5 separate regions of the Mus musculus genome follow, and regions 1, 3, 4 and 5 are each linked to region 2. The links are chromatin contacts, called in public Hi-C, HiChIP or PLAC-seq and promoter capture Hi-C maps. All regions are on one chromosome and are shown on one strand. Each heading gives the region's core, a stretch centred on a gene start, on an enhancer-like site or on the middle of the called end of the contact. The rest is flanking DNA. Distances are from core to core; before and after follow the strand shown. Region 1 holds the start of Wdr90 (WD repeat domain 90). Region 2 holds the start of Lemd2 (LEM domain containing 2). Region 3 holds the start of Antkmt (adenine nucleotide translocase lysine methyltransferase). Region 4 holds the start of Mrpl28 (mitochondrial ribosomal protein L28). Region 5 holds the start of Ciao3 (cytosolic iron-sulfur assembly component 3).

The links. Hi-C and Micro-C count contacts between places; a contact is called where the count stands out from the background. HiChIP or PLAC-seq counts read pairs in DNA pulled down with a chosen protein or histone mark. Capture Hi-C pulls out chosen DNA fragments and counts their contacts.
Region 1: an H3K27ac HiChIP or PLAC-seq map of microglia shows a contact between it and region 2, with 5 times the contacts expected there. The contact joins the promoter of Wdr90 here to the promoter of Lemd2 in region 2. A contact is called at or near these places in 1 of 39 promoter capture datasets (pre-B cells) and 1 of 115 datasets of contacts at active chromatin or transcription factors (microglia).
Region 3: a contact with region 2 is called in a promoter capture Hi-C map of liver, with 4 times the contacts expected there. The contact joins the promoter of Antkmt here to the promoter of Lemd2 in region 2. A contact is called at or near these places in 4 of 39 promoter capture datasets (liver, neutrophils and pre-B cells) and 2 of 9 other capture datasets (adipose tissue and liver).
Region 4: a FOXA1 HiChIP or PLAC-seq map of pancreatic cancer cells shows a contact between it and region 2. The contact joins the promoter of Mrpl28 here to the promoter of Lemd2 in region 2. A contact is called at or near these places in 2 of 39 promoter capture datasets (liver and pre-B cells), 1 of 484 Hi-C or Micro-C datasets (CD4 T cells), 1 of 115 datasets of contacts at active chromatin or transcription factors (pancreatic cancer cells) and 1 of 9 other capture datasets (liver).
Region 5: a Hi-C map of neutrophils shows a contact between it and region 2, with 8 times the contacts expected there. The contact joins the promoter of Ciao3 here to the promoter of Lemd2 in region 2. A contact is called at or near these places in 2 of 39 promoter capture datasets (both in liver), 2 of 484 Hi-C or Micro-C datasets (neutrophils and regulatory T cells) and 2 of 9 other capture datasets (adipose tissue and liver).

What each region holds. Positions count from the first base shown.
Region 1 is chr17:25,857,742-25,863,392 of GRCm38.p6, reverse strand. Wdr90 (WD repeat domain 90) reads left to right here and starts at 1,878. Exons shown (of 41, transcript NM_001163766.1): 1 at 1,878-2,208; 2 at 2,310-2,486; 3 at 2,576-2,738; 4 at 2,851-3,021; 5 at 3,260-3,374; 6 at 3,468-3,535; 7 at 3,901-4,004; 8 at 4,075-4,293; 9 at 4,589-4,657. The coding sequence starts at 1,933.
Region 2 is chr17:27,202,930-27,208,871 of GRCm38.p6, reverse strand. Lemd2 (LEM domain containing 2) reads left to right here and starts at 4,434. Exons shown (of 9, transcript NM_146075.2): 1 at 4,434-5,213. The coding sequence starts at 4,454. It overlaps Gm34736 (a long non-coding RNA gene), which reads right to left and starts at 4,003. Exons shown (of 4, transcript XR_385492.4): 1 at 3,705-4,003.
Region 3 is chr17:25,788,500-25,794,000 of GRCm38.p6, reverse strand. Antkmt (adenine nucleotide translocase lysine methyltransferase) reads left to right here and starts at 1,607. Exons shown (of 5, transcript NM_145410.4): 1 at 1,607-1,948; 2 at 2,325-2,429; 3 at 2,515-2,655; 4 at 3,018-3,068; 5 at 3,223-3,501. The coding sequence starts at 1,787. The coding sequence ends at 3,453. It overlaps Ccdc78 (coiled-coil domain containing 78), which reads right to left. Exons shown (of 13, transcript NM_001165929.1): 8 at 5,130-5,305; 9 at 4,922-5,003; 10 at 4,683-4,762; 11 at 4,149-4,215; 12 at 3,976-4,076; 13 at 3,488-3,891. The coding sequence ends at 3,789.
Region 4 is chr17:26,119,714-26,125,535 of GRCm38.p6, reverse strand. Mrpl28 (mitochondrial ribosomal protein L28) reads right to left here and starts at 2,033. Exons shown (of 5, transcript NM_024227.3): 1 at 1,687-2,033; 2 at 828-980; 3 at 145-279; 4 at 1-58. The coding sequence starts at 1,974. Pgap6 (post-glycosylphosphatidylinositol attachment to proteins 6) reads right to left here. Exons shown (of 13, transcript NM_021793.2): 10 at 5,074-5,252; 11 at 4,851-4,997; 12 at 3,880-3,996; 13 at 2,282-3,598. The coding sequence ends at 3,302.
Region 5 is chr17:25,771,859-25,777,670 of GRCm38.p6, reverse strand. Ciao3 (cytosolic iron-sulfur assembly component 3) reads right to left here and starts at 3,895. Exons shown (of 11, transcript NM_026238.4): 1 at 3,784-3,895; 2 at 2,530-2,625; 3 at 562-705; 4 at 214-346. The coding sequence starts at 3,849. Gm41550 (a long non-coding RNA gene) reads right to left here. Exons shown (of 3, transcript XR_876684.1): 3 at 5,127-5,261.

The sequences.
Region 1 (5,651 bases), core at 629-3,128, 1.3 Mb after region 2:
TATAGCCCTGGCTGTCCTGGAACTCACTTTGTAGACCAGGCTGTCCTCGAACTCAGAAATTCGCCTGCCTCTGCCTCCCGAGTGCTGGGATTAAAGGCATGTGCCACCATGCCCGGCCCTCTTCTTCTTTTGAAACAGCATCTCAGTGTGTAATCCTGGTTTACCTGCAGTTTGCTATGTAGATTAGTCTAGCCTTGAGTCCACAGAGACCTGCCTTCCTCTGCTTCCTAAGTGCTGGAATAAAGACATGTGCCACTAGCCTGGAACTTTTGATCCTCCTGCCTCCCCAGTAGCTGGGATTATAGACTGGCTTGCAGTATCCCCCTCCTAGTCACAACCTCTTTACTCTTGGACTAGAAGAAGTTAAGCTTTGTCCAGCTCTGTTTTTTTTTTTGTTTTTGTTTTTTTTTTTTGTTTTTTTTTTTGAGACAGGTGGCTGGCTGGCCTGGAACTCACAGAGTGTTGGGATTAAAGACATGCCCCACCATGCTGCGATAACTAGGGTGATGAGGTCCTTGACCAGCTCATTTTGGAAATATGTAGTTTCAAGCTGTCTCATCTGAATCCACTACCTCTTTTTCTTGACAATGGCCAAAGTCAGACCCAAGACCCAGGTGATACTGGAGTGAGATATAGGAAAGAGTTTGTTTTCTCTGCCGATTAAAGAATTAAAAGGAAGAAATCTTGGTGATACTGGAGAAATCAAGGTCCCCTCTTGGGGTTCTTAAGTTTCATTAATATATGGATTTTAAACGGCCAGGCAGGAGGATCTCTGAGTTCAAGGCCAGCCTGCTCCCACATAGTGAGTTCTGGGACAGCCAGGACTACACAGAGATATTCTGTCTCAAAAAGACAGACAGAAAGAGACAAGAAAGAGAATGGCCACAAACAAGCTCAAGGACAAAACCAGACTGAAATAGAAGTTTGGGAATTTATTAGCCTTTAAAGGGAAAACCCCAAGGCAGGCAGCTATAAATGTTCTAAACTGCTGTGGGGGAAGGAAGAAGAAAAGCTTTGCTCTTAGAGATAAGGTCAGCTACCTTGCAGAAGGGCCTCTGAAGGGAATGGCTGGCCCAGGCCTTTAATCCCTGAACTACAGAGGCTGGAGCTGTGAGTTCAAAGTTATCCTGATCTACATAGCAAGTTCTAGGACAGCCAGGATTACATAGATTCCGTCTAAAAGGGAAAAAAAAAAGTTGAGCAAGGAACCCAGTGCATTAGTTAACAGGATTAATCCTTAGGAGAAGACAGAGCATGTCTGGGAGGCAAAGTCCATTCTCCACCAGGACTTAGCTGGAATAGAATCCTAGCCCTCGACTGCAGGACCTTCTCTCTCAAGCTGGAGGTCTGCTGTAGTATACTGGGAAAATGCCTCAAGGGTCTTTGGGTATATGTTGAACCTGTGGTGATGTGGTTATCTGAAAGCTGCACCCCAGTGGGCACAGGGACCTTACTCTCCTGAAGCAGGGAGACCCAGAGTACCCTGGATGCTGATCAGATACCTCCACACAGTTAGAAAGCAGAGATGAGGCCCAGCCTGGGTGGACCGTGGATGTGGACAGGTCTCAGCATGACCTTTCTGGCTCACATACAGAAAAAAAGGTTCAGCTCTCAAAACAAAACCGGAGGCCTCTGAGAGAGTCAGCGACCACGGCTACTTAGCACAGTTCCCTGCACAGTGCTGAGGCCCCGGCTGGGCGAGGCCGCAAAGCCCCAAGCAGGAGGCAACAGCGGTGGAAGTGGGCAGGGCGAGCCCACGCAAGACCTAGGGGCCTGCTAGGTGCCCAGGACCACGCAGCAGCGGGATATTTGTGCGTTGCTGCAGCGGCGACGGAAGTGACGCGCGTTGCCAGGAGGCTGTTGCTAGGCGCCGTGCTATGTGTTTTGCGTAAGACAGCGTCAGCTGAGGCGGGAAGCGCGAGCTGTAGCGCCATGGCCGGAGGTAGCGGCGCGCGCGAGACGCGCTGTCGTCAGGGCTCGCGTCCCGGGAGTCCCGGGTCCGAGGTCCCCGCCGCGTCAGTGACTGGACCTCGTGCAGAAGCCCGTCCCGCGGGCGGAGGTGGAGGGTCGCGGCGCGCTGCCCCAGATCGGTGCTCAGGCGGCGTCCCTTCTGCAGCCTGGCAGCACCCTTTCCTCAATGTATTCAGACATTTCAGGGTGGATGAGTGGAAACGGTCCAGCAAAGAGGGAGATGTGGCTGTGGTGACGGTACTGGCCGCGGGGTCCTTCCTGCTCCTGAGAAATCTCCCAGTGGGCACTGTGACTGTCCTCCAGTTTTGCGCCTGTTTGCAGCACCTCTCTCTTTCTAGGACAAGGTCCTGAAGAGCGCTGTGTATCGCATCCGTGGGTCTGTATCTGCCAGCAACTACATCCAGCTCCCCAGAACTAGCACCCAGTCTCTGGGGCTGACTGGGCGGTACCTGTATGTGCTTTTCCGGCCTGTGCCTACCAAGCACTTTGTCATCCACCTGGACGTGTCCACCGAGGTGCCCAGCTTGGAAGGAGGGCTGGGTGTCTATTGCTGCTTTCCCACCGTGCCATAATCTCCTTCTAATGGCCTCGCTCTGCCTCATAGGACGGCCAGGTCATCCGTGTGTCTTTCTCCAACCTCTTTAAGGAGTTCAAGTCCTCCACAACGTGGCTTCAGTTCCCCTTTGTCTTCGAGACTAAGACACCCAGGAGAGGTGGTGACATTTGGTCCAAGAGGGACGGCTTGAATGAAGGCCTAAAACGGGATGGTACAGGCCCAACTGGGCATGTGCTTCTGTGTGGCCCTGAGGATAGCTAGGGGATGGGGCTGAGAGGGGTTGCAACAAAATGGTAGGTGCTGACCTCGCACGTGTCCTGCAGACCTGGCAGGTGTAGCTCTTCCTCGTGCCCGCTGGACCTGCCTACAGCTGGACCTGCGTGACATCCTGATGTTCTACCTGGGCAGGCACTATAGTCATCTCAAGAGCATCAGGCTGTGTGCCAGCCTGCTAGTCAGAAACCTCTACACCAGTGATCTGTGCTTTGACCCTGGTGAGGCCCACACTTCATGCCCCATCCCAGTCAGAAGGCTAGAACCCTCCCGCTAGCTGGCAGATAAGAACCACTTACCAATTTCAGAGGAGAGCCATGCACCAGGGCTCCCAGCTCCAGGAAGAGCATTGGGGTGGGTTGGTTGGTGGAGTGGCAGATACTTGGTAATGCATGTTGCCTGGGGTGGGAAGGGATAGGACAAATGTCCCTTGATCTAGAACAGTCCTGCTCATTGTAGCTGTCACTGTCACTGAGGCCCGGCGTGCAAAGTTGTCTGTTAACCCTATGCCTCGAGAAATGGCTTTCCCGGTGCCAAAAGGGGAGAGCTGGCATGACAATTACATCCACGTTCGGTGAGGAGCTCTGGACCTCAGGTGGTGAGGGGTCAGGTGGCCTTTAGTCCCCAGATATTGATTTTGCTTCTACCTGTGTTTGCCCCCCACAAGGTTTCCAAGTGACTGTTCCAAGGTGCCTGATGAGCAGGATGAGAAGAGCTGTTCCCCCCCAGAAGCAGGTGGGCTGTGGTTCGACAGGGTGCACAGGGCTTGGTGGGAACAGTTTTGGGGCATCCTGAATGAGGATCAGTAGCATGGAGACTACACATGGTATGTGCCTGGGGCAGCCTGGAAATAGGCCCAGAGAAGGGCGGAGCTGGTGGCCCTCTGAGGTCCTAGAATCGTAAGGTCCATGCAAGTGGCATCTGGTCTCCAAGCTTTCGTGTTGGAGAGACTCTGCCAGAGTTTAGGATAGAATGGTGGCAGCGTTTATGGAATAGCATCTGTAGAATGGTGAGGGGAACCTCCTGTTCCTCCCTGCACCTTGGCTGACATCCTCATGGGTCCTCTTGCTGCTCCTCCCTGGCTCTTTGCTCCATTGTAGTCTTCCTAGGTCGTATGTCACGGCACCTGCCTCATCCAGGGGTCTTGGGCAAACCTTTGCTGAGCAGTAAGTCCCCTGTGGCCCAGGCATGTAGCTCTGCATTGGTGAGTGCGCTTGGGAAAGGGCTGGGGACCGGTGCCCCTAAGGGTGCTGATGGCACATGTTCCATTACAGCCATGCCAGGTCCTTTCAGCATCTAGTCGCCTTCCAGAGGTCAGCCGGACCTACAGGTATCGAGAAGTCTCCAGTGTAAGTGCCTCCAGCATCCAGAGCCAACGTCCTTCAGTTCGCGATGAGGTTCCCGATGCACACACGGTGTCCGGCGAGAGACACGTTCTTGCTGACAGATCATCTGGCGTGCCCATGGCCCTTGAGGACATTGGTTCCTGTAGGGTGAGTGCCCATCTGAAGGCATTGGGCATTAGTGAGATAACAGGCTGGCTAACCTGAGCCTCCTGAGATGCATCCAGAGTGGATGGGCCTCTAGAGATGGGTTTGTTCCTGTTGCCAATTCTGTCAAAGGACAGGACCTGGGGTTTCTAAAGACTTTACCACTGCAGCCAGAAGACTGCTTCTAGCAGGAGTTCTTTGTACCTCCCCACCTTTTATTTGAGAGGCAGCACAAGTGGGGCATTCGCAGGGGATAGAGTGACTTCCCCCAGTCTCATTTTGCATTTTCCTATTTCAGCTTTTCCTCCCAGACCCAGTCCTGAGGCTCAAGGGCGTCATCGGTTTTGGGGGTCACAGCACCCAATGGGTGAGGTTCCCAGGCCAGTTTTGATTGGGTGGGACGAGTGAGTTTTAGGGAAGGAAAGATTCCTAGTTCTGTCTCGGGCACTTTCTTTCCTCAAGAAACCCTGCCCTGCCCACCTCTTATTCCTGAGGGCTAATGTGAGTCTTTAGGTCATGGGTGCCCTCTGTTCACTTGGTAAGGTCTGCTGGGCTAAAGGGCTCCCAAAGACCCAAGAGCTCTGAGATACGGATGTGTGTGTGTGTGTGTAAAATTTTTTAAGATTATTTTATGGGGCTGGAGAGGTGGCTCACTGGTTAAGAGCACTGACTGCTCTTCCAGAGGTCCTGAGTTCAAATCCAGCAACCACATGGTGGCTCACAACTATCTGTAATGAGATCTGATGCCCTCTTCTGGGGTGTCTGAAGACAGCTACAGTATACTTACATATAATAAATACATCTTTAAAAAAAAATTTATGTAGCCAGGTGGTGGCAGCACTTTGATCCCAACATTTGGAGGCAGAGGCAGGCAGATAACTGTTTGAGGCCAACCTGGTCTACAGAGTTCCAGGACAGCCAAAGCTACACACTGAACCCGAGGCCCTTTGTAAAAGGAACCAAGTTCTTTATACTGCTGAGCCATCTCTCCAGTCCCATAAAGATTTGTTTATTTTATATGTATATGTATCCTTACTGCCTGTGTGCAGAAGCCCACAGAGATCAGAAAGGGCATCAGATGCTTCGAACAGGAGTCACAGGCAGCTGTGAGCCACCGTGTGGGAGCTTGGGGCAGAACGTGAGTCTTCGCCAAGAGTACTAAGCTGCCTTTTCTGCCGCCATTTTTCCAGCCCTGGTGATGTCTTTAGACCTTCTATGAGTGTGGGTCTCTCTGATCCAGACCAGATGTGTTGGAATTGGGTGTGATGTGGGAAGTCTGCTCTAGCATATGCTATGCAGTGGGCCTCTAGGAAAGACCTCAGTTAGAAAGGAGTGGTGTTTCTCTTCTTTCTGGGTACTCT
Region 2 (5,942 bases), core at 3,185-5,684:
CCAGCCTAGTCTACAGAGTGAGTTCCAGGACAGCCAGATGTCTTAGTCAGGGTTTCTATTCCTGCACAAACATCATGACCAAGATGCAGGTTGGGAAGGAATGGGTTTATTCAGCTTACACTTCGACATTGCTGTTCATCACTTAAGGAAGTCAGGACTGGAACTCAAGTAGGTCAGGAAGCAGGAGCTGATGCAGAGGCCATGGAAGGATGTTACTTACTGGCTTGCTTCCCCTGGCTTGCTCAGCTTGCTTTCTTATAGAACCCAAGACTACCAGCCCAGGGACGGCACCATCCACAAGGGGCCCTTCCCCACTTGATCACTAATTGAGAAAAGCCTTACAGTTGGATCGTCATGGAGGCATTTCCCTAACTGAAGCTCCTTTCTCTGTGATAACTCCAGCCTGTGTCAAGTTGACACAAAACCAGCCAGCAGACCAGGGCTCTTACACAGTGAAACCCTGTCTTGAAGAATAAAGCAAAACAAAACAAAACAAAATCTCTAGCAGGCAGGCAGAGGAGACGGCTCAGTCAGCACCCTGTGTTGCTACAGAAGAAGACGAGCAGCTCAGGCCCCAGCCCCACACACAAGCTGGGCACAGCCGTGTTCACCTGTCATCCTGTGCTGGGGAGATGGAGGCAGGAGGCTCCCTGGAGCTCAGTGGGTAGCCGGATGAGTCAGACTGGTAAGCTCCGGGTTCAGCAAGGAGAGCTATTGGGGAAGACATCTAACGTTGCCGCTGTCTTCTGCACTCATACATGCACAAACTCCACAATGTGTGAACAGGGAACCAACCAGGGGAAAGAACCAAAGAGCCCAGAGCACCCAGGGCCCTGACCTTCGGGCCTTCCTTCCCTTATAGAGATTTATAAAGCAGGATGATTTAAGGTGGCTGAGAGGAGATTAGCCCCTGGTAGGCAGGCTTGTTCTTGACACAGGACCCAGATAATAGCTGGGTGACCTGAGCCTGGCCCCACAAGATGGAGATGATGCACTGCTTTCTCCCTAACCACACTGGTGGGATTCCGTAATTACTGAGGTGCACAGATTAACCATAAGACTGAATAGTTAAAAGCAGAGCGTAATTGCCTGGTATCCGTCCTCTGTAATTTAGTATAATCTAATCATGGACAAAGCCCCAAAGAAAGCAATCTGAAAGCACGCGCTTTCCTCATGCGCAATGTGTTAGCACACTGGTGATACAGTCTGTGCCTCAGAAGAAGGCTCAGCCTCAGACACCTATGTGTGGTCCAGAGGGGGAGCTGTGCAAGGCAAGGGGCACAGCAGCCTGTAGAGCCTGTTCCGGCATTTCCCTCTCACTCCATTTACCTCCTCCCTTGACCCGCAGGCTGGGAGAGAGCTGGTGGGCGGCCCCTCTTGCACGAGGCACTGAGATGAGGTAGCAAGCAGGGTCCACTTGAAGCCACACCAGTGGAATCTGAGCCCCACTTTTGACTGCATTCTCCCCAGGACCCCCACACACCCTCTGTGTGATGCCACTATCGTGTGAATCAAAGGAAGCCTGGGTCAGCTGAGGTTCTCAACAGTGTGAGTCAAGAACACACTCGGCATGACGAGGACTGAACGTGTGTACTGTTTCCTGGCCGGGAGTGGGGGAGGGAAAAATGGAGCCATGAAAGATTTATGGCCACTGTTATTACAGGGCTCTGTTGAAACAGGAAGAGGCTAGCAAGAGAGGAGCGGCATGATGTGATGGCCTTCTGGGGACCCAGAGGGTTCCAGCAACTCATCACCTCTGCTGCTGCTGTGGATGTGGTTATAAACAGCCACAGGCTCAACATTTTGTCTTTTCTGTCTGCCTTTAATAAGTCAAAAAGACTGGCATAGCAAGGGCTATACACTTTACACACACATAGCACACACACTTATATAATACACACTTACACGTGCACTCAGTTACACACACACACCCACACACTTATACAATTACACTTACACACTCAGTTATACACATGATGAGGACGTATGTGCACACACACACACACATACACACACACGGTAATGACAAAGTAGAGCTAGCTCTCAGTTAGCGACCCTGAGCCATTTCCATTTTGTTACATACGCCTTCCATGCCAGGCAGACCCCTTAGGAAGGCTCTGACAGGACAGGGGCAGAGGTGGCTAGACAGAGGTGAGCTCCTTCAGGAGCTTCGTGGACACCGCCCAGCAAATCTACCAACAGAATAAGAGTCCTGGGGACGGAGTACCATGGAGGACCACAGTGGTCTAACCCCCAGAAAGAACAGACAGGGCCGGGAACTCAGAGAAGCAGATGCACCCCCCAAGGCTCTTTTTCAGGGGCAGAGAAGGGGACCTGAGGGGCAGATCCCCTGTAAGTGGCTGGGGCTGGAGGCTGCTGATACACAATGCCTAGGACCAAGAGGCCCAGAAGACAAAGCCAGAAGCCACCCATGAGCCACAGGGCAAGCCAAGGTAGCTAAAGGCTAACACTGAGTTCTAGGCTAGAGGGAGGTCAATACAGCTTGCTATGGATCATTTGGTCCTAGGTGTGTGAGAGGATGCCTGAATGGTGTGCCACCATTAGGGGTGGCCCCGGAACCGTCCATGATTTCTATGCCTCCTTAGATTCACTGGGATGAAACAGACCACAGGTCTGTGAGACACCACAATGCTCACTTTGAACATCCATTCAGACACTCTGAGAATGCACTCGGCCAGTACCGACGCTGACAGGCTTGTGCTTCGGATACTGAGCCATACATACAGCTGCAAGGAGTTGCTCAAATGTTACCAACTCATTTGTCATGCAAACAGTGCTTTGGAAGAAATAAAATACTATTATGTGGTATATGTGTTAGGCAATCACTATATCAAATCCGTGGCACTCCGCGAAAACACAGGCAGAGAAAAGGAAAACAACACTTGGTGAGAGAAATCACACCACATGGGAGCAGCTAAGTCAGGGAGAAGGGGAGGCAAACGACAGAAGCCCAGCGGAGCTGAGGCTGTAATTTTCCCAGCTGTGTGGCCGGCACTGAATACTCCTGGGGTTTAACAAGCGACAGAGCGATGAAACTCTGACAGAGGAGCACGGCCCAGGGTCTCAGGGAAGGCAGGGAGGGTGGCAGGTAGAGCTGCAGGGAGATCTCGAGGGCTGGGAAGCTGGAGCTGCAATATTGCCAGGAAAAGGGAGGTGATGGGTGAAGGATGTGGAAGGAACAGCAAGGGGAGAGGGTGAGGCCATGAACTGTGTTTGTTAGATGGTGGGGGGACGGGTAAGGGTAACCACATCACTGCCCCCACCCCCTCAAGGCTCCCAACTCCAACACTGCACAGATTTGTCTAAGGGAGGAGTGCGCTCCAGGCCCTGTCCTGAAGGTCTCTTCTAATCCTTATAGCAGCCCTCTAGGGAGTTATGGGAAGCTGGCTAGAAATGTTAATTGGAAATTACCACACACTAAATGGTTGCAGATTGGAGATCAAACTGCAAGACTCTGCAGATCATCCCCTAAACCGTAAGACACGGGTCTCCCGATCCCATCACCCAAGAGAATTCCAACATTTACGGGAACCTAGGGCATAGGTATTTGCCCCTAAGAGTTCAGAGTATAGGGATCCACCTATGAGGACATTTTGGGTCACCCGTGGCCACAGAGGATCAATCTGTCTCAGAGTTGCACCTTAAAAAAATATATTTATTTTATGTGCGAGTGTTTTACCCACTTGTATGTGCACCAGGTTCATACCATGCCAGCAGAGACCGGAAGAGAAAGATACCAGATCTTCTGGAATTGGAATTGTCCATGACGTGACCAGCCACTGATGTCCAAACCCTAGCTCCTCTGTAAGTGTTGTTACGCCCAGAGTCTTCTATCTCTCCAGTCCCAAGGGTGCACACTCCTGAAGTTTCAGTGTCGACCAAGTGCATGCCTGAAGCTGGCCTGAAGCAGCAGTCAAGATAAGGTCTTGGAGAGCATGCCGGGCGGTTACTCCACCACCCAAATCCGACACACAGCCTCGACGCCCATCCGGAGACTGGCAAGTGGGCCGGATCTCTATTAATGGCGGTGGTTTTCTTACACCATTGAGCTCATCCATTAAGTAAATCAACATTCCATTGAACGTTTACCACGTGCTAACGCTGCGTTAGGATAAACACTGCTAGGTCTGACAGATAAAGATAAGCTAGAGGGCGGGGGGAAGAGATGAAAGCACCTGCACACACAAGTAAAACAAAACAAAACAGTAACCAAACCAACCCTTTGACCTCACCAACATGGCGGCGCCAGGCCGACACAGACGCCTTTCATCATGGCGGACATAGCCTCCATGCGCCGCCCTTCCCAATATGGCGTCCGTGGTCGCCCTTCCCATCATGGCGCGCGGCCCCGCCCGCTCCGCCGCGGCTGCCGGCGGGAGCAGTTCCGGGTGCGGTGCGCGCCGGGGGCGGGCGAGGGGGCGGTGTCCTGGCCATGGCCGGCCTGTCGGACCTGGAGTTGCGGCGAGAGCTGCAGGCCCTGGGCTTCCAGCCAGGCCCCATCACCGACACCACGCGGAACGTCTACCGCAACAAGCTGCGCCGCCTGCGGGGCGAGGCCCGGCTGCGCGACGACGAGCGGCTGCGGGAGGACGCCGGGCCGCGGGAGGACGCCGGGCCGCGGGGCCCCGAGCGGCAGCGGGAGGAGGCCCGGCTACGCGAGGAAGCGCCGCTGCGCGCGCGGCCCGCCGCCAGCGTCCTGCGCTCGGAGCCCTGGCCGCTGTCGCCTTCCCCGCCGGCGCCTAGCGCGGCCTCCGACGCCTCGGGGCCGTACGGCAACTTCGGGGCCTCCGCCTCTCCCTGGGCCGCGAGCCGCGGCCTCTCCTACCCGCCCCACGCCGGGCCCGGGCCGCTGCGACGCCGCGCCTCGGTCCGGGGCAGCTCGGAGGATGACGAGGATACACGAACGCCGGACAGGCACGCCCCGGGCCGGGGCCGCCACTGGTGGGCCCCGCCGTCGGCCTCTGCGCGGCCGCACTCGGCGCTCCTCGGCGCCGACGCTCGCCCCGGCCTGAAGGGCTCGCGCACCGGCTCGGCGGGCGCCGGGCGGACCCGACCCGAGGTGGGCCGGTGGCTGGAGCGCTGCCTGTCTCGGCTCCTGCTCTGGGCCAGCCTGGGGCTGCTGCTCGGCTTCTTGGCCATCCTGTGGGTGAAGATGGGCAAGCCCTCGGCGCCGCAGGAGGCGGAGGACAACAGTACGTCCCGGGCCGGCGCAGGGGAGGGCCCGGGGCACGGGGTTCGCCCACCCAGACCGGCTTGTGAGCCGCGACCGACTGCAGACCCTCACTTTCTGCCTCCACTTTCTGCTCTTTTCTGTTTCCCCGTCTTTCTAGAGTCTCCCTTTCAGCCACAGCCAGGTCCTTCCAAGGGAAAGCCACACGCACACTCTTGACAGTCAGCCCACCCCTGCCCCTCTTGTCTTCCCTGCCTTCGGGGAATGCCTGCCGTGGTCTCAGCTTTGTAGCAGCAAAACTGGCACCACCGGGCCTTCATTTGTCAAAAGGAGTCTGACCCTGCCTGTGGCTCAGGTGTGGGAGAGTTGTTCTAAGCCGAAGCTGGTACCACAGGGGTGCATGTGAGGCACAGCCTCCCCCCCCCCCCCCCGCAGGCTGTGTTGGGAGAGAGCCTGTGAGTCAGGCGACTTCCTAGACGTCTTTGCCCACACTCAGTTACGTGACTCCGCACCCCTTGAGGGGTGCAAGAGAGCGAGCCTCCCGAATAGCTGAGGACTGATGTCTTTTTTTTTTTTTTTTTTTTTTTTTTTGCCTATTACTCAAAAGAAGAAACGCGGCTTTATTTTCTTTATTTTCATGAAAATCTCCCCCTCTGGTATAAGGGGTTATAGTTAGGGTCCGTCTCACATACGTTAGACAAGCATGTTTCCACTGAGCTACACTCTCGCTAGCTGGCTTTTGAAAACGACT
Region 3 (5,501 bases), core at 358-2,857, 1.4 Mb after region 2:
GGAGAGTGACAAGGCTGTGCAGAGACCAGACATATGGTTCCTTGCCTCAGACTATGACAATGGTGGTGCCACACCCTACATAGGCCCCCGGAATGGCTTCTTTGGGATATTTATAACCAGATAACTTAAATCACATCTGTGTAATCTGAGGGTGGACAGAGAGCATGCTCCTTTTCCATAGACTGCTTCTGGAGAGGGAAGGGCACTGAGAGTCCGAGATCACTCCTGAAGAGTAGGCCATTGCATTTTCTCCCTCCATATCTGCCTCTGAATCGGCCCCTTGCTACTACTTCTCTTCTCCCCAAGCTCCATGGAGTGCTAAGGATTTAGACCCTTGTCTTTCCATCTGGTAGGGGAAGGCTGGTCCAGTGGCCTCAAGTCTGCTCTAGGGAACAGGTGGTGAAGACTCCAAACAGTAGAGACAGAGACAGCAAGGAGGATGGTGTGTATAAGCAGGACCCAAATCACAGGAGCTAGCCTGGGAAAGCCTTGCGAGGAGCAGAGACACCTCCAAGTAGAGCCCTGGCAGCTGAGGAGCAGAGTGTGGGTGCCAATGTCAGGTCAAGTTGCCAGGGCTTCCTGGGTGCTCTTGGTCTTAGAGTACTGCCAGGAGCAGCAGACAGGAATAGCTATGTCCAAGCAACCCTGTCTAGAATTCAGTGTGTGGGAGGGCTCTGGTATAAATCTTCCGGTGGCCAGGTTCTGAGCTGGATGGAGCAGAGCCTCTCTGCAGAATACATGTACACAGAATACATGCTGTCTTGCGACACCTGTCCTGCAGATGGTTTTGGAGGGTAACACTCTGTGCCTGGGCGATAGGGTGGTGGTATTGGGCATGTTCAGTTTGGAAGCCATCACCGTCTATGCTAGGGATAGCCGAAGAGGCCATGAGTGAGCATAGTCAGGGAAGATCTACCATTCTCAGACAGTTAGCCTTGATGTGGGTGGTCGGGGTCCAGCAGCTTGACTCAAGGCTCTATCTGTTTCCATGCAGGGCCTTACTAAGAGTCACTCAACCCTTTATTTTTGAAAGAAGGAGATCTTCCGGACTCCTGGGCTGTCTTCCACCCTAGGCTGGGCCCTTTGCCAGCACCCAGTCGCTCACATCCGGCCCCCTCCCTCCGTACTCACTAGAGAGCCAACATCTGTCTCTAGCTGCCCGCCCCTCTCCTTCGACCCCAGAATACTCTCTGTTTCCCGCCTAATTATTGTCGCGGAAGAGGGGGAGGGGCGGCTGGAAGGACGTCCTCTGTGGTTTGCTTCTGGATTTTTGGTAGGCTTTCAGTCATTTCTTGTCTTGATCAACAGAATTTGCGTGAGAGTGCCTTTCAGTTATAGACCCTGGCTATAACCCGAGGCTGCCGGCCAGCAGTACAGCCTCAGGGGGATTTAGAACAGATTCCATTCCATGTGGTTGTCTGTAAAGTGGACCCTGAAGCTGACCGCTGTATGTCTCGGACCGTAGACCCACTCGTGGCAAACCCTGTCATTCTCGCCCATCGCCTGGGTCATCGCTACCCCAAACCATCACCCGGAACCCAAGGAGGGTCCCCCGGATGGCTGGGCGGAAAAGAATGAATGTCGGACTGGCCTCGGAGGCCTCTTCCACTTCCGGCGACTGATCGCAGCGGATACTTAGATTTCTGCAGTTGCGGCTGCGGTTGGCTGGCGTACGCTGCAAGCGGATAGAGTTTGGCTCAGGCTGGGGGCAGCGGGGAGGGCAACCGCTTCCATTACCGGCCGGGAGCCTTGGGAAGTAGGACCTGGAACTGAGTGTCTGTCAATCATGGATCAGGACGACCCAGCCGAAGCGTTGACTGAGCTACGCGAGAAGCGGCTGGGCTTGCTGGAGATAGTGCAAGCGGCGGCAGGCTCGGGATTGGCCGTCTATACTATATGGGCGCTGCTGCTGCAGCCGGGCTTCCGCCGGGTGCCTCTGAGGCTGCAGGTGCAGCGTTGAACCTTGGAAGGAAAGGGGCCAATACTGGTGCAAGCCAAGGTTCCATGGGTGGGGTCAAGGCTACTGTAGGTAGCGTAAAGATGGGCGGAATCAATTATGGCGCGGGACCTAACCCGGGAACCCGATGTACGGAGAGTTGGGACCAGGAAGTTGCGGAGCCTGGGTCTTTCGTCAAGACCAAGTCTAAATGAATGAAGCTGGGATTGAGTTACTTAGGGGGTACGGGCCTATGACTGGAGAGTGGGCGGGGCTCACTGGATGGTATCAATTTAAGAAAGGAAATCTAGTAGGCTCCCATCGGCCCCCAAACTGGTGCTTCTGCCTGTGTGATTTCTAGCCTCAGCCCACCAAATTCCTTATTCAGGTGCCCTACGTTGGCGCGAGTGCCCGGCAGGTTGAGAACGTGCTGTCACTGTTGCGAGGCCGCCCTGGAAAAATGGTGGATCTAGGCTCTGGTGATGGCAGGATCGTAAGACCTGTGTCTATATATTCGTTGTCCCTCTGGTGGTGGCCCCATTCCCTTCATCCAGATCCCACACTCTTGGCTCCCATAGGTGCTGGCGGCCCACCAATGTGGTCTCCGTCCAGCTATGGGATATGAGCTGAACCCGTGGCTTGTGGGACTTGCACGGCTGCATGCCTGGAGAGCCGGTTGTTCTGCGAGTGTCTGCTACCATCGAAAAGATCTCTGGAAGGTACCCTACCAAACTTGATACCCCTCCCTCCCCCTCCCACTCTCTTTCTTTCCAAACTTGATTTTCTTTACCCTCCCTCTTCCTTTCATTTTTTTTTTTTTTTTGAGATGTGTGTCCAGGCTTATCTCAAACTAGCCTTGGATTATAGGCATCAGACCTAGTTTATGCAGAACTGGAGATTAAACCCAGGGATATGTGTATGCTAGGCAAGCACTCTGCCACCTGAGGCACACCTCCAGCTCCTGATATCTTTATCTCCCAAGTTTCATGCTCTGAGTGGCTATTATGTGGATATCTGGGTGGGCTAGAGGCCCTACCTTGGGGACTGCATGCCCTCCAGCCTTTACCCTTGTTTTCTACAGGTGAGCCTCAGGGACTGTCACAACGTGTCTGTGTTCCTGGCTCCCAGTGTGGTAGGTTTTGGGTCTGTTGTCCTGCTGGGAGATCAGGGCCACAGTCTTGGCTCTTGGATGCTCTCGGGCCTGGAATATGTTCTGGGCTCAGCTGGATGGGGCAGCTTTTTCTGACCTGCTCCTGTGTTCTTTTCCCTCCTGTTCTTTCCTACAGCTCCAACTGCTGGAGGACAAACTGCAAGCAGAGCTCCCTGTGGGGGCCCGTGTGGTATCTGGACGATTCCCCCTTCCCACCTGGCAGCCTGTAGCTGTGGTGGGCGAGGGCACTGACAGAGTTTGGGCCTATGATGTCCATGGTTCTGGGCCAACTGTGTCTTCTTGTGGGGTGCCCATCAAGGCCATCCCAGAGTCCAGTTCTACCTTAGTCCCTAGAGCCCCTGTTTGACAAACTGGCTGACTGGATAAAATAAAGACTCTGTGGGTTCAATCCTGACTTTTGTTTGTTCCAGGAATCACTTCCTGGGGCAGGGTGTCCAGAGGGTTCCATGCTGGCTGTAAAGAGATTTCTTTTGAGATTTTTCTGGGAGACTAGCTAGTGACTCTGAGTCCTTGGGCGCTGAGGCCTAGTGGAAGATACAGCTTTTTTTTTTTTTTTTTTTTTTTTTTTGAGACAGGGTTTCTCTGTATAGCCCTGGCTGTTCTGGAGCTCACTCTGTAGACCAGGCTGGCCTCGAACTCAGAAATCTGCCTGCCTCTGCCTCTGCCTCCGGAGTGCTGGGATTAAAGTCGTGCGCCACCACTACCCGGCGAAGATACAGCTTCTACTCCTTGGGGATCTCCAATATTCACCAACTTCCTCAGTTTCAAGATTTCCTGCTTGTACCTGATTGGAATGATAAATCACTTGTCTGGCCATGGATTCTTTTCTTTCCACCAGATTAGGACCCTGGAGCCACATCCAGCCTACCTGCCCAAGTGCTGGTCCACATACTCCTGTAGCTCAGAAAGCTGCTGCTCTGCCATGGTGGCCCGGACCATCAGCTGTGCCCGTTCCCGTTCTAGCTCTGCCTGGTGGAGGCATGAGTTATGAGCCATGGTAGGAGGTAGAGTAGGGGGTCTCCGCCGCTCCTTCCCTACTACCTGAGTGTCCTGGGAGAAGTCCTGCAGCCTCTGCTGGATTTGGGCCCAGGATGCAGTGTCTAGGGCCCTGTGAGGAGAGGGTAGGAGGGGCAGTCTCCGAGCCAGGCATAATACTTGCTGCGTGGTTTTAGGACAGCATAGCACTGCCTGGAGCCCCGGAGCATCTGCACTTGGATAGTCCCCTGACTAGCTCAGTGAGCCCTCGTCTACACAGTGTTTTCTTCCCCAATTCTTGGGAGGTACTATCTCAAGAGCCTGCCTGGTATACAGCAGGTATAGAGGCCCAAATCTACAGCTGCCGAGGCCACTAGGCTGCCCACTGTCACCAACCCCATTTCACCTATCAGATACTTAACAAAGCAGCCATCCATTTTCAGTGATTACCAGTGTTCCATTCAAACTGAGATAGCCCAGAGCAGGGATAAGAGAACCCTACTCAGTAGCGAGGGTTGCTAGAATGAATGAAGGCTGTTCAGCTTCTGGTTCTCTCTGCCTGACTTGTAGACCTCTCCTATATCAACAGAAAGCACTCACAGTGGCTGTGACTTGTTCTCCTTGGAAGTTTCACCAGATCCCTTCTCTGGGTACAGTAGCAGTGTCCTATGTCGGCCATACTGTAAAAGGACATGGTGGGTTCCCTTGGCTGACTGAAGAAGGCCAACCGCTCAAAGACTTTGAGTTTGGGATGAGGCCAGGGGTGAGTCCTTCCTGGGCCTCTGGGCTTCAAGGCAGTTTGAGACAGTAGGGAGAGGGCACCTGGGCCCCAGTATTACCTCGTTTTCTCTTGGGTGGCTGAGTTCAGTGGCCCAGTGCATGGGTAATGGCTCCAGGTTGATGGCTGTTGCAAAGGTAGCCCTAGGAATACCATATGACCTGTTGGGATCTGTGGGTGCCTGGCGCTGCTCCTGCAGCACGCTAAACCACAGTACAGGTCGCATGTTGCCATCCCACTCCAGGTGCCTGAGTCAGGGTGGAGCCCACCTGCAGGTGGTTAGCAGCAACTCCTGCCTCTGGTTCAGATCTGCCAGGCGCTTTCGGTAGGTCCGGGCAGCTTGGGCCAGCTGTTGCTCTCGGGTTCGGTGTGCAGCCCTAATGTCCTGCAGAGTGGACTCCAGGAAAGCTTGAAGGGCCGCCTGATTTGTGCTACTGGCGTTCTCCTGGAGGGGATTGGGTAGGACAGAGCTAGGGTTGGGGTTGAGTTTGGACCAGGTTAGGCAGCTAAGCTGGAGGAGCTGGGCTTGAGTTGGGTAACATGGTTGGGCTTAACCTTACTCTCTTTTTTAAATTTGTTTGGTTTTTTGGTTTTTTGTTTTGTTTTGTTTTTCGAGACAGGGTTTCTCTGTATAGCCCTGG
Region 4 (5,822 bases), core at 784-3,283, 1.1 Mb after region 2:
GGGCCTCCTCCAGCGTCAGGCCAACCCACTCGGCCTCTGCCTCGGGGATGACAAAGCTCTGAATAAGCAGGAGAGGAGGCTGGCATGAGGTGTGGGGGCTGGGCCAGGAGCCTCGGGCAGCAAGCAGGATGGGGAAACTCTCACCCTGTACTTGTCATAGATGGCTGCTCTCCGCTCAGGGTTCTCAGGGTGGAGATGGGGGTCCTGGCGAGCAAGCCTCAGCAGCATCCCTCGCTTCAGGTCCATGCCAAACTTGGAGCCCAGGTCCTCCTTAGGGGTCTGGCAGAAGGTTCACATAGGGTCGGGTGCTACAGCAGGCTCACCACCCCACCCCCCCACCCTGTCAGCTGACCCTATGGGTTCTTCTTCAGCTGCTGGCAGCCCTAAGCTAGACCACAGCAGAACAGGCATTGGGATCAGCGCTAGCATCCAAGCCTATATGGGTCAGGCCCAAGGCATGCATGGTGGCGCACACCTTTAATCCCAGCACTCGGGAGGCAGAGGCAGGCAGATTTCTGAGTTCGAGGCCAGCCTGGTCTAGAGTGAGTTCCAGGACAGCCAGGGCTATACAGAGAAACCCTGTCTCGAAAAAAAAAAAAAGAAAGAAAGAAAGAAAAAGAAATGGCTACAACCATTGGACAAGTCAGCGACTCACAGGGAGTGGCCTCAGCAAGACAGAAAGCTTCAGGGGCTGCACCAACAGGGACTCAGTCCTACTTGTAATGGCTACCCTGGGGTGCCCCACACTCCCTGCCCATGCCCATGCAGTGCACTCGGCACTTCCCACGAGTCTGACAAGACCTTGGAGTGCACTAACCCCTGCTTGCCTTGAGAATATAGAAGTCAAATCCATAGGCCTCATCGATGAGATCCAGGGTCCTCATGGTCACAGTCACGGTGAACTTCTTGTCCAGGATTTCACTGTAAAGCTCCCGAGTGAACAGCTGTGGCTTCCACACCTTCTTCACCCTCTTGGAGAGCTAAGGGTGCAAGAGAAACCTCCCGTTTTCCTATAGACCAAGTGGGCCCCAAAGCACCCTTCTGGAACCTGGGCTACTGTGAGCCAGGCCCTCTCCCTTCCTCAGACGCTCCTCAGGACCACTGATGCAGGTCAGGGCCCCTGAGCTGGCTCTGGACACCCACCCACCTAGATGTCTGCTTCACTCAGGCTAGCCCTAATGCTACTGGTATATGTTCCAGATTCTCACACAGCTGAAACCCAGTAGCCACAGGCAAGTGAATGACACCCTGGAAGGCCTGAAACATACTCTCTCCTCCCACAGGGCTTGCCTAGGAGCAGAGTATCACCAGAAGAGATAGACTCCAGGCAGTCATCTCGGTCTTTTTGATTTTTATGTACTAGGAGCAAAGTTATTCCGTCCTAAAAATGAGGGAAATGCGCATAGAAACTAGCAGGTGACAAGCAGATTTCACTTCTCCCTCCTCTTCGGCACAAGCTTCGAATCTATCCTTCCTCCTTCCTTTTCTCCACCACTGTCCCCACTCTGTCCTTACTTTTGATACTATCTGATCCAGGACCACCCCACTTCAGGACTAGACTTTGCTATCGGAGTTAGCTTGCTCCGTAAACAAAACGCTTGTGTTAGTCTGGTTGACCGTTTGTGGCGCCCAGAGCAGCGCCTGCTCAGCAAAGCATGCAGAACAGCCGAGATGGTCCGCACCCACCTTGTCGTTGTTGGCGTATCTGTAGCCTAAAATCAAGCCCTCTCCACCCCACAGTCCCTGCTGGGACTCTGGAGGGTAGTGAACTGGAATGGGTACGTCCTCAACGCGCTCGCGCTGCCCATTCTTGGGGTTGATCTTGAACTTGGTCCCGTGAGGTTTGTAGTGTACCGGGGTCGGCGTCCGTTCTTCTTCCAGTGAGCGCAAGAAGTGGGCGGGCAAGCGCGCACAGATGCCCTGCCGCAGCCGCAGCTTCTGCCACAGGTGCACAGGATACCTGTGCAGCGGCATCGCGCGACCCTCTACTTCTAGGAGAGCGCGCCCGCGCCTCCCGGAACCGGAATAGCGTCACCGAACGTGCGCCTTCGCTCGCTGCCAATTGGCAGCAACGCCCGTCCATCTAAACTAATCCCTTTCCCTCCGCCTCCTTTAGGGACCATGAAAAATTATCTACTGCGAATGGGTTCAAGGCACCGTCTGCCAAGTGCAGCCCAGGAGTTCCCCAGCAGCTTTGGCAAGCCTGTTGGGAAAGGCTACCCTGAGCTCAACCTCCCTTTCCCTCCAGGGACGCAAGGAAAAAAAAAAAAAAGACCACTCATTTGATTTGAAAAATTATTGTAGAATATTAAATTCACCAATTACATAAAAATATGCCTTCATATCTTAGAACAGTAACATTTTACCACCTGCCCCCCACCCCCAACAGAATATACACATTTCCCCTTTCAGGGGCTAAAGTGTGCTTTGGTGCCAAATAAAGGATGTTAGTAGCTTGGGAAGGAGCCCAGAAGCCCACACCTGCAATCCCAGTACTCAGAGCAGATGAGCCTCACAGTGGGAACCAAATGGCCTGGGCACACAGCACTACCAGCTCAGTGACCCCAGGAGACCAGAAAGATTGGGCTGGGGATCCAGAACCCACTCCTTAATCCTCAGTTGATCCAGTAGGGGTCAGCCTCATCCAAGTGTCTAGGGCCAGCACAGGAGAATGCTCACCAGACTGGGGCCTTGGACCCCTTAAGAGAGAAGGGAACACTAGCGAGCATTGTGTGCCTTCTGGAGCCAGACCTCATACAGCTGAGCAGCCTGCTACCTCAGGCTCTCCCGAAGGCCTCCTGCTCCAACAGACAATGAGGGAGGGACAGCACACAGCACTCCAGGTCTTAATCAGCTCTCTGATGACCCTGGACTCTACCATAGCAACTGCAGCAGGAGGGTATCCCCATGCCAAGGCAGGATGGCATTAAGGGTACAGGATGTCAGAGACAGTGAGTGACCTCTGTGCACTCAGACTTCCTTGCTTGTGGGTCTCATATCACGGCTTTCCAAAGGAAGGGGACCACAGGAATCCCTTATCTGTATCCCCATCCATAACAGCGTGATCAGCCCACACGTGGCACCTGTGGGCTCCAGGTGGAAACAGCTGTGACCTTCAGAGGAATTGGCAGCAGCCATAAAGATTTTTTGGGGTGGAGGGGGTCTTCTCTGGAGAAAGAAGCCAAGCGTCTCAGGACAATTTTATTCAGATGGAAACCTGGTTGGGGCTAGACAAGCACCTCTCTCGCTTGTCCTAGCTGAAGAGGTCATTAGAGTTTCAGGTGTCCATGAACCAGCCTTATCAGGTCACTGTGTACAACTCATCCCGATCATTCCTGCAGATCTGGTAGTGACAAGGGAACTTCTGCAAACAGGCCCAGGACCCAGCTTTTTCCTCTCGTGGTGGCAGAAGAAATGCTGCACTACCAGCCAGTAGGATGTGCCAAATGCTGTGGGTGTAGTAGTAATTGTCACTGGTCATCATTGAAGTATACATGGCGATGCCAACGGAAGCCATGGAGATGCCAGGCAGGAGGTAGAAGACCCAGCGCTGCCAGGAGGTTGGGTAGCACTGTCCCCGGTGCCCACAGCGGTATATCTAGAGTGGATAGCCACATGGGAGTTGGTTGGTTGGTGCAGACCCAGAGCCAAGAGGTATGGGGTCTATCTAGATCTGGGCAGGAGAAGTGCATATGGCCTCATGCCTAGTGGTTATCGGCACAAGACCTAAGGCACATAGCCAGACTGGGGCTCTATGGGTAGCTGCTACCGACTCTAAACAGATGTGGAGTTTTGGAGCCCTCCCAGCATAACTGGAATTAAGGGCCTGGCTCTCTTCTCCATGAGTCTGAACAGGAGACTATATGCCCTGTTCCTTACCCACATGGAGGCCATGATCACAAAAGCAAAGACGCAAGGTCCCATCAAGTTCCAGATGCCCCTGCGATCCATCTGCAAGGACATGGCGATGACGAGTGTGCCGAGGACAAGTAGTACCTAGGAGAGACACAGTGGTTTGTGAGGCCATAGAAGCCTTTGGCTGGAATCACCTGTGATAGCACGAGACACAATAGGCAGGCGCTGGGGTCAGGGGCGCTGATTACCCAGGTCAGCTTCCCAACATCCTGGCTCCTCTCCTCTGTCGGCTCCTCTTAAGACTCTGCCCCGTTCCTGCTCAGCCCCTGGGAGGGAAGTACCCTTCCTCTAGTCCCTTTACTGTGTCCAAAGGACCTTTGGAGGACTAGGTGATGATGTCCACTCCTAATGGGCAGTCTTGTACACACTTGCATGACCGTGCATACCAAGCCTTCCAGGATCTACAAGCAGGGTGGCCTTAGATGCAACCTGGGAGGGGACCCATGCCTAAGTTTCTATCTGCCCACTGCCTGAAAGTTCATGCCCTCCACACTCAGCCTGCTGGATCTCCAAATTCCAGAACTTTCTCCTCCCACTCTTTGAGATGATATGGGTGCCCCTGATGGGCAGTACCCAGGCTATAGAGGACACAGCTCACAAGCACCGAAGAGTCACCTCTATTGTCCAGATGCTGCATAAAATCCCCAAGTGCCCTTAGACAAGGAACCCAGGAACATGGCTCCAGCTTCTCAGGGAGGCCTGCCCTGACTCCTCTTTGAGATTAGGGTCCCGGTCCCCATCTTCTTTCCTGGCGTCCTGACGGCTACACCTTTCCCTCACAGCTTCCTACAACGTCCTCCAGTAGTGGATGACGAGTTCTCTTGTGAGATCCGATACCCAGTCCTATCTGGTCTATCCCTCTCTGCCACGTCATGTACTGTATGTGAGGGCCCCTGCTTCCCTGGAGCCCAGGCTTGGCATCAGAGGCCACTCACCTGTTTCAGGATTGTCTTCAGACGGGCCATGCAAAGAATGGTCACCCAGGTGGACGCCCCAGAGCCCAGAAAGTCGCAATACTGTAGCGTGTCATAACTGAGGATGCACAACACTGCCTCCCCGGGTTGGTCACAGGCGTGGTAGAACTATGAGGTGAAGCGATGAGCAAGCAGACCTGACCTCCCCACCCAGAGTTCCCGAGAGGGTTAGGGCCAAGCCTACCGTGGAGAAGAACATGGTGTAAAAGTAGACAGAGGCCTCGACCAGGAAGGAACGGTGCAGGGATATAGCAATGGGGGCCAGGAACATGAGGTTGCTGAGCGTGAGCAGAAGCGCTGCTGCCCTCTGCTGGGCTACGGTCTGCGCTGTGCTGTTGTCGGTGCAGCTCCACCCACGCCAACCTGGGGGCCACGCAATACCTAGGCATGAGCTTCTGAACTTTAGGGCCCTTCCTCGCCCAGAGGATGCTGTGTAGACAAGCCTGAGGGAATCCACGGGCATAGGAGGAGGAAATCGGCACTAATAGATACTGGTATATGCAAGAGTGGGCAGGCACGGGCAAGTGGGGACAAAAGTGGAAGATGCATGTAGGCACGGGAGGGTCTGGACGAGCACGTGTATCCATAGCAGGCATGGTCAGGAGTGGAGAAGGAGGGATAAGCATAGTTGGTACAGGGAAACAGGTATGGACGGGTGTGTGTAGACACAGGTAGGCGTGGCCAAGTGTGTTCTGCTGTGAGCAGGCACATGGAGAAGGCTGTGTGAACCAGTACGTGTAGGTAAGGGCGGACAGGTGTGATAAGTTGGTAGGGACAGATGTAGAGATATGTGGACACGTAGGAGCCAGTGTGGCATGCATGGACAGACGTAGAGACTGTCGAGGAAAAGTGTGAATCAATATGTAGTCACAACAAAACGTGAGCAGTAGGACACAGCTCAGACAGGAGTGGGTAAGGCAGACAACTGTAGGC
Region 5 (5,812 bases), core at 2,646-5,145, 1.4 Mb after region 2:
AGGGGACAGGTGTTAGACAACTACAGTACAAAGTCAGAGCTCGGCTGCCTTCTCTCCTAAGGTCCTGACCTCACCATCACAGTGAACTTCAAGCTGAAGTCACACTAGGGAGAGTGCCCCTACTGTTCAGCTCAGGGTGAGTGACATGTGCCTCGGGGGGCGGGAGGAGTCCCGGAACCAGCCGCCCGCGTTCACTCAAGGTTCTGTGCCTACCTATTTTTTTGAAGAATGAAGTTAATTTCCTGGCAGTGTCTGTGGGGTCCAGCCGAAACCTGGCAGCCAGTGATGCTCTGGACTGCGGCGATATGGAAACGACCACCAGCCGCTGCTGACCAGGTGCTGCCTCCTGCAAAGCAAGACAGAGAAAAGTCCCTGGATCTGCAGGCTTTGTACTCACAGAGGCCACCGTGACATTCAGAACGCAGCCCAGAGCTCCAGGCCTAACTATGTCAGACATCACTAACACGGGTCACTGGGAGTCAGACGGGTGGGCCAGCTGACCTTCCCCTGATGACATATGTTGGGGCGCTGCGGCGGCTGGGGCTGATCCCCATGGCTCACCTTATTAGCATCTAGAACCTTCCGCAGTTCCTCGTGACTCTGCTGGGTGATGAGTACTGTCTCTGCTGAGGTGACACAGCCGCTGCACGCCAGGCAGTCATTCAGGGAGACCTTGGCCTTCTCCAGCTTCTGGGTTCTTCCGTCCTGGAGGTGAGCAAAAACTGGAGCAGAGAGTCTTGAGGGGGATGGTCAGGGCATTCAGCCCAGGTAGCCTTTTGTCTTGTTTTGTTTTTTTTGAGTCAGGGTTTCTCTGTATTGCCCAGGCTGTCCTGGAACTCACTCTGTAGACCAGGCTGGCCTCGAACTCAGAAATCCACCTGCCTCTGCCTCCCAAGTGCTGGGATTAAAGGTGTGCGCCACCACTGCCCTGCTCAGGTAGCCTTTTGACTTCCACTTACACCACTAAGAACCAGCATGAACCCGGGCAGTGGTGGTGCACGCCTTTAATCCCAGCACTCGGGAGGCAGAGGCAGGCGGATTTCTGAGTTCGAGGCCAGCCTGGTCTACAGAATGAGTTCCAGGACAGCCAGGGCTACACAGAGAAACCCTGTCTCGAAAAACCAAAAAGAACCAGCAATGAGAGCAGACTGGGCTCTTATGACACCCTCTTTTCATTTTTATTTACTTTTCTTTCTTTTTCTATTTCCTGACAGTAGGTGGAATTCAGGGCCCCGCAAACAAGAAGCCAACACTCCACCAGGAAGCTCTACCTTCAGCCCTGACACCCAGTTTTTAAATGAAGTGTGTATCACACACATACACAGATGCTTTAGACACCCCGGTGTTCCCACTGACATCAAGTTTCAGCTTTTGGCACAGGCTTGACTGGAGTACCAGGACCCCATGAGCAAGGCTGTCTTTCCATAAGTCAGTGCAGAAGCAACTGCCCTGCTGGGACTGGCTGCTGCTGCTCTGGTCTGTGGGGACAGGCTGGGAATAGAGGAGGGATAACCAAGAATGGAGGAAGGAAGAGAGGGTGGGGGAATGCGAGAGAAGGCTGTACAGACAGTAACAACTATCAGAATTGGTAGAACAGACCCAGGACCCCAGTATTCAAACCAGGGCCTCCAGGACACCCTCAGTGGTTCTTGTCATGCAAATGTGGTGCCAGGCTGAGCCCATCAACACTGCTGCAGATGCAGAAATGGTCTGAGCCAGGGCTAGGTGAGCTTCAGCTATTCTCGGAGCCTGTGCTTGGTGCCAATGCCCCAACCTGAGGTTAACCACGCCAGGAAACCAAAGGTCCACAGGCCCAGGCTACACCAGCATCATGCGGACAAGGCCACTTGTCCTTAAAGCACAGACCAGTGGTGATGGGCACCTTCCTCTGTCCCTCCATCCATGGGACCCCTTGTTGAGAACCAGGGCCTCCTGGTACACTGGGGTCTAGCTGATGCCACAGACTGTCACGAGGTCACTGTTGTAGACAAACAGCTGGGCTTGTCACTGCTCATGGCGATATGCACACCCATTCCCTGAACCTGCCCAAGGTTCCTCCCCTATTCAGAGGTCCCATGGCTGGGCCTCCCTTCTCAGGGCAGTGGCGCACGGTATTTTGAAGGGGATTCCTTAGAGTGCAAAGGGCAGCCAGGCAGGGTTAATTTTAACAGACATCAGGATCTAACTTTCAGATTAGAGGGAGGAGGGGCTTGAGGGAACCAACCCCCTCAAAATCTTATGCTACTAAACGTAGGGGGCAAAGGAGGAGGGGAGGCTCCTCCTGCCCCGTGCAGAACAGGACAGACTGGCTGCTCACCATGGCAGCCCTGTTCATCATCTCAGCTCCCCGTGGTCAGTGAATGTGACCAGTGAGAGAGCTGGGGAGATGCAGTGAGTTTCAGGGTGGCCACATCTGCGACTGGGAAAGGCAGAAGAAGATGTGTGTTTCAGATCCACACCCCAGCCTCCCTCCCCCTCCTGCCACCGCCAGCCCCCAGCAGGGATGTGGTGAGACCTCAGGGTCCTTACTTGGTTCACTTGGAAGTAACTGCCATCGTCTTCAATGTGGATCTTGGCTATGCCACTTCCTGGCTTCTTAGCCACCTTTACAGGCTTGATGCAATTCTACACCAGGAAAGACCCCACACCAGGCTCTATTAGGAGAAAGCAACTTGGACGGGGGGTGGGGAGGGTGGGGAGTGGGGTGGGGGGCTGGGTATGGAGGGCCTCAGGGATGGTTGGCTACCGGCCATAGAGTGAAGCTCACCACCGAGGCCAATTCTACCACCTTCCTGCCACTGAAGCCATGCTGAGCTCTGGTTGCCCACCCTTCTCTGTACAAGGTGAGGAGAATGCCATCAAGGCCACTCTTTCTCCAGAATCACCATGAAATCTGCTACAAACTCTATATGCAAGCTAATGCAAGAAGCCCTGACTAGCCTGCCCTTCCTACGTGCACATAGCAGCACACCCCCGGAGATCAGAGTGTCAGAGGCCTGGCCAGACAGGAAGGCTTTCCTTGGAAACATCTAGAGGTCACCTCCATCCCACGACCACAGATGAAACTCCATGTCTCTCCCCTTCTCTTGGACATCTCCTGTTATCGCTTCCTGAACCTTGGTGGCTTTCCAGAAAAGGGCCAGTCTCGGGTAAGATGGCCCAGTTCATCCTGTCCGTGTGGCAGCTCAGCCCGTCTTTTATGGGTCATGGGACTTGGCTAGCTCTGGAGACAAAGGAAGACCCAGCAAGGGCAGCAGCTCCTGTTTTCAGGGCGGTCTGTCTGTATCCCTCTCTCTTCCTCGAGGCAACGTCAGGAACATTAGCTGTGGCTGTGGCCCAAGTGGACATCAAACCTGTCCCTTCAACATGGTCCCTGTCCACAGAGATGACAACTGGCTCTGAGAGAGGAGTGGGAAGGGATATCTCACAGGTGTGTGGAGGCTAACTCAGCCCCACCATGTCTCTGCATCACCAGCTGGGTGACACTACTACAACAGTAACTTAAGATCACATAACAACAAGTCCCCCCACCTTTTTTTTTTAAACACTAAACCTGCCTGTCACCACTAAACACTCCCATGGTCCCAGGGATCGCTCCGGGCCCAGTAACCGCGTTGTCTGGCCCTCCCTGGCCTCAGTTGTCTGTGTTTGTGAAAAGGGAACTAGACTGACTGAGGCCCTGGGTCCTGGGCCCTGGGAAAAGACACAGACGAGAGAGGTTTCCCGAGGTGCACGGCCAGGCTCGGACCCTCCTCCTGCCCGACTCGCCCTTGGCCGGCCCACCTGAGATGGCCCGATGAAGTCGTCCAAGTCGGTCAGCTGTAGTGCCCCACTGAAGGGCGACGCCATGACAGCCTCACTGCCGCCGAGTGTCACACGGGGGTGTCGCAAAATGACACCAAAATGACATGCAGTTCCGCCACTCTGCCGGAAAACGCAAATTCCAGCGCATGCTCATTTCTCTCCGTCAACAAGCTTTGAAAAGCGTGCGCGCCCTCTGCCGGCGGCCTTGAGCGCTCGGCCCAGCGGACTCAAGCTGCAAGTTCCACAGCACAGCGTTCGGTCTCCCTTGCGTCCCTTGGTTGTGGTGTAGCAGGGTAGCAAAGACAAATAACGCAAAGAATGTAACTAGAGACTCAGAGTCTCTCCCGCTTCCCGTAGGGGTCGGAATCCGGATTTCATTCATCACCTTGACCTAGCAATACTCAAGGAAGGTTCCAGATGCAGTGGGCAGGAGAACACAAAATTAACTTTGATTCACTGGAATGCCTTGGAATGGGCTTACCAAAAAATGAGATAGACAAGTGCTGTTGAGATGTTAAGACTGGAGTGTGGGAGAACATTTACAGAAGCAGGTTCTTGGACTGGACCAGGGCCAAAGGACAGTTTCTGTTTGCCAGGAGGATTCTTGTTTTAAATTGGATATTTTCTTTATTTACATTTCAAATGTTATCCCCTTTCCCAGTTTCCCTCCCTCCCTCCTGGAAACACCCTATCACATCCTCCCTTCCCCTGCTTCTGTGAGGGTGTTACTCCACCCACCCACCCTCTCTCCCCTCCCCTCCCTCAAAGTCCCCTACACTGGGGCATCTATCAAGCCTTCATAGGACCAAAGACCTCTCCTCCCATTGATGCATGACAAAGCCATCCTCTGCTACATATGCAGCTGGAGCCATGTGTACTCCTTTGTTGATGGTTTAGTCCCTGGGAGTTCTGGGGGGTCTGGTTGGTTGATATTGTTGTTCTTCCTAAGGGGTTTCAAACCCCTTCAGCTTCTCCAGTCCTTTCTTTAATTATTGAGGACCCCGTGCTCAGTCCAACAGTTGGCTGCCTAGCATCTGCCTCTGTATTTGTAAGCCTCTGGCAGGGCCTCAGGAGACAGCCATATCAGGCTCCTTTCAGCATGCACTTCTTGGCATCCACAATAGTGTCTGGGTTTGGTAACTGTATACAGGGTTGCTGGGAGGATTCTAATGCTGGAAGGAGGGTGATACATAGATCCCTGGAAATTCAAACTCACCACCACCACCACCAAACCCAAGTCTATTAGAACAAACCCAGTGGACGGCTGGCAGATGTGAGGCATATCCAAGGCCCAATAAGAGAGACAGAGCAGAATGGCCTGGAACAGTAGAAAGAATGAAGTCCTGGTGTAATGTAGGTGATCCCTGAAGACATTACAATCAGTGGATTTCATGAAGCCAGTCACAAAAGGCCACACGTGTGACACCATTCAGCAAAAATGTCCAGGACAGGCAAACCTGCAGATGGAAAGCTGACCTCAGGTGTGGAGAAGGTTTCTGATCAGGGTGGTTAGAAAAGTCTTTAGAATAGATGCTGCACACGTGAATGTCATTTTTCTTTTAAACAGAATAGGGTTTCTCTGTGTAGCCCTGACTGTCCTGGAACTCGCTTGGTGGACTAGGATGGCCTAGAACTCACAGAGATCCATTTGCCTCTGCCTCTGGAATGCTGGGATTAAAGGTGTGTGCCACCATGCCTGGCTTTGTAACATCATTAATGTCACCAAAATGTCTACTAGAAATGGTAACAATCAGGCTGAGACGAGAGTTTGTTTGTTTGTTTGTTTGTTTCTTTGTTTTCAAGACAGAGTTTCTCTGTGTATCCCTGGCTGTCCTGGAACTCACTTTGTAGACCAGGCTGGCCTCGAACTCAGAAATCTGCCTGCCTCTGCCTCCCAAGTGCTGGGATTAAAGGCATTCGATACCACACCCAGCTGAGATGAGAGTTGATGTAGTGTTTGCTGTGCAGACATGAGGAATGAGTTGAGTGTGACTTGTAACATTAATGT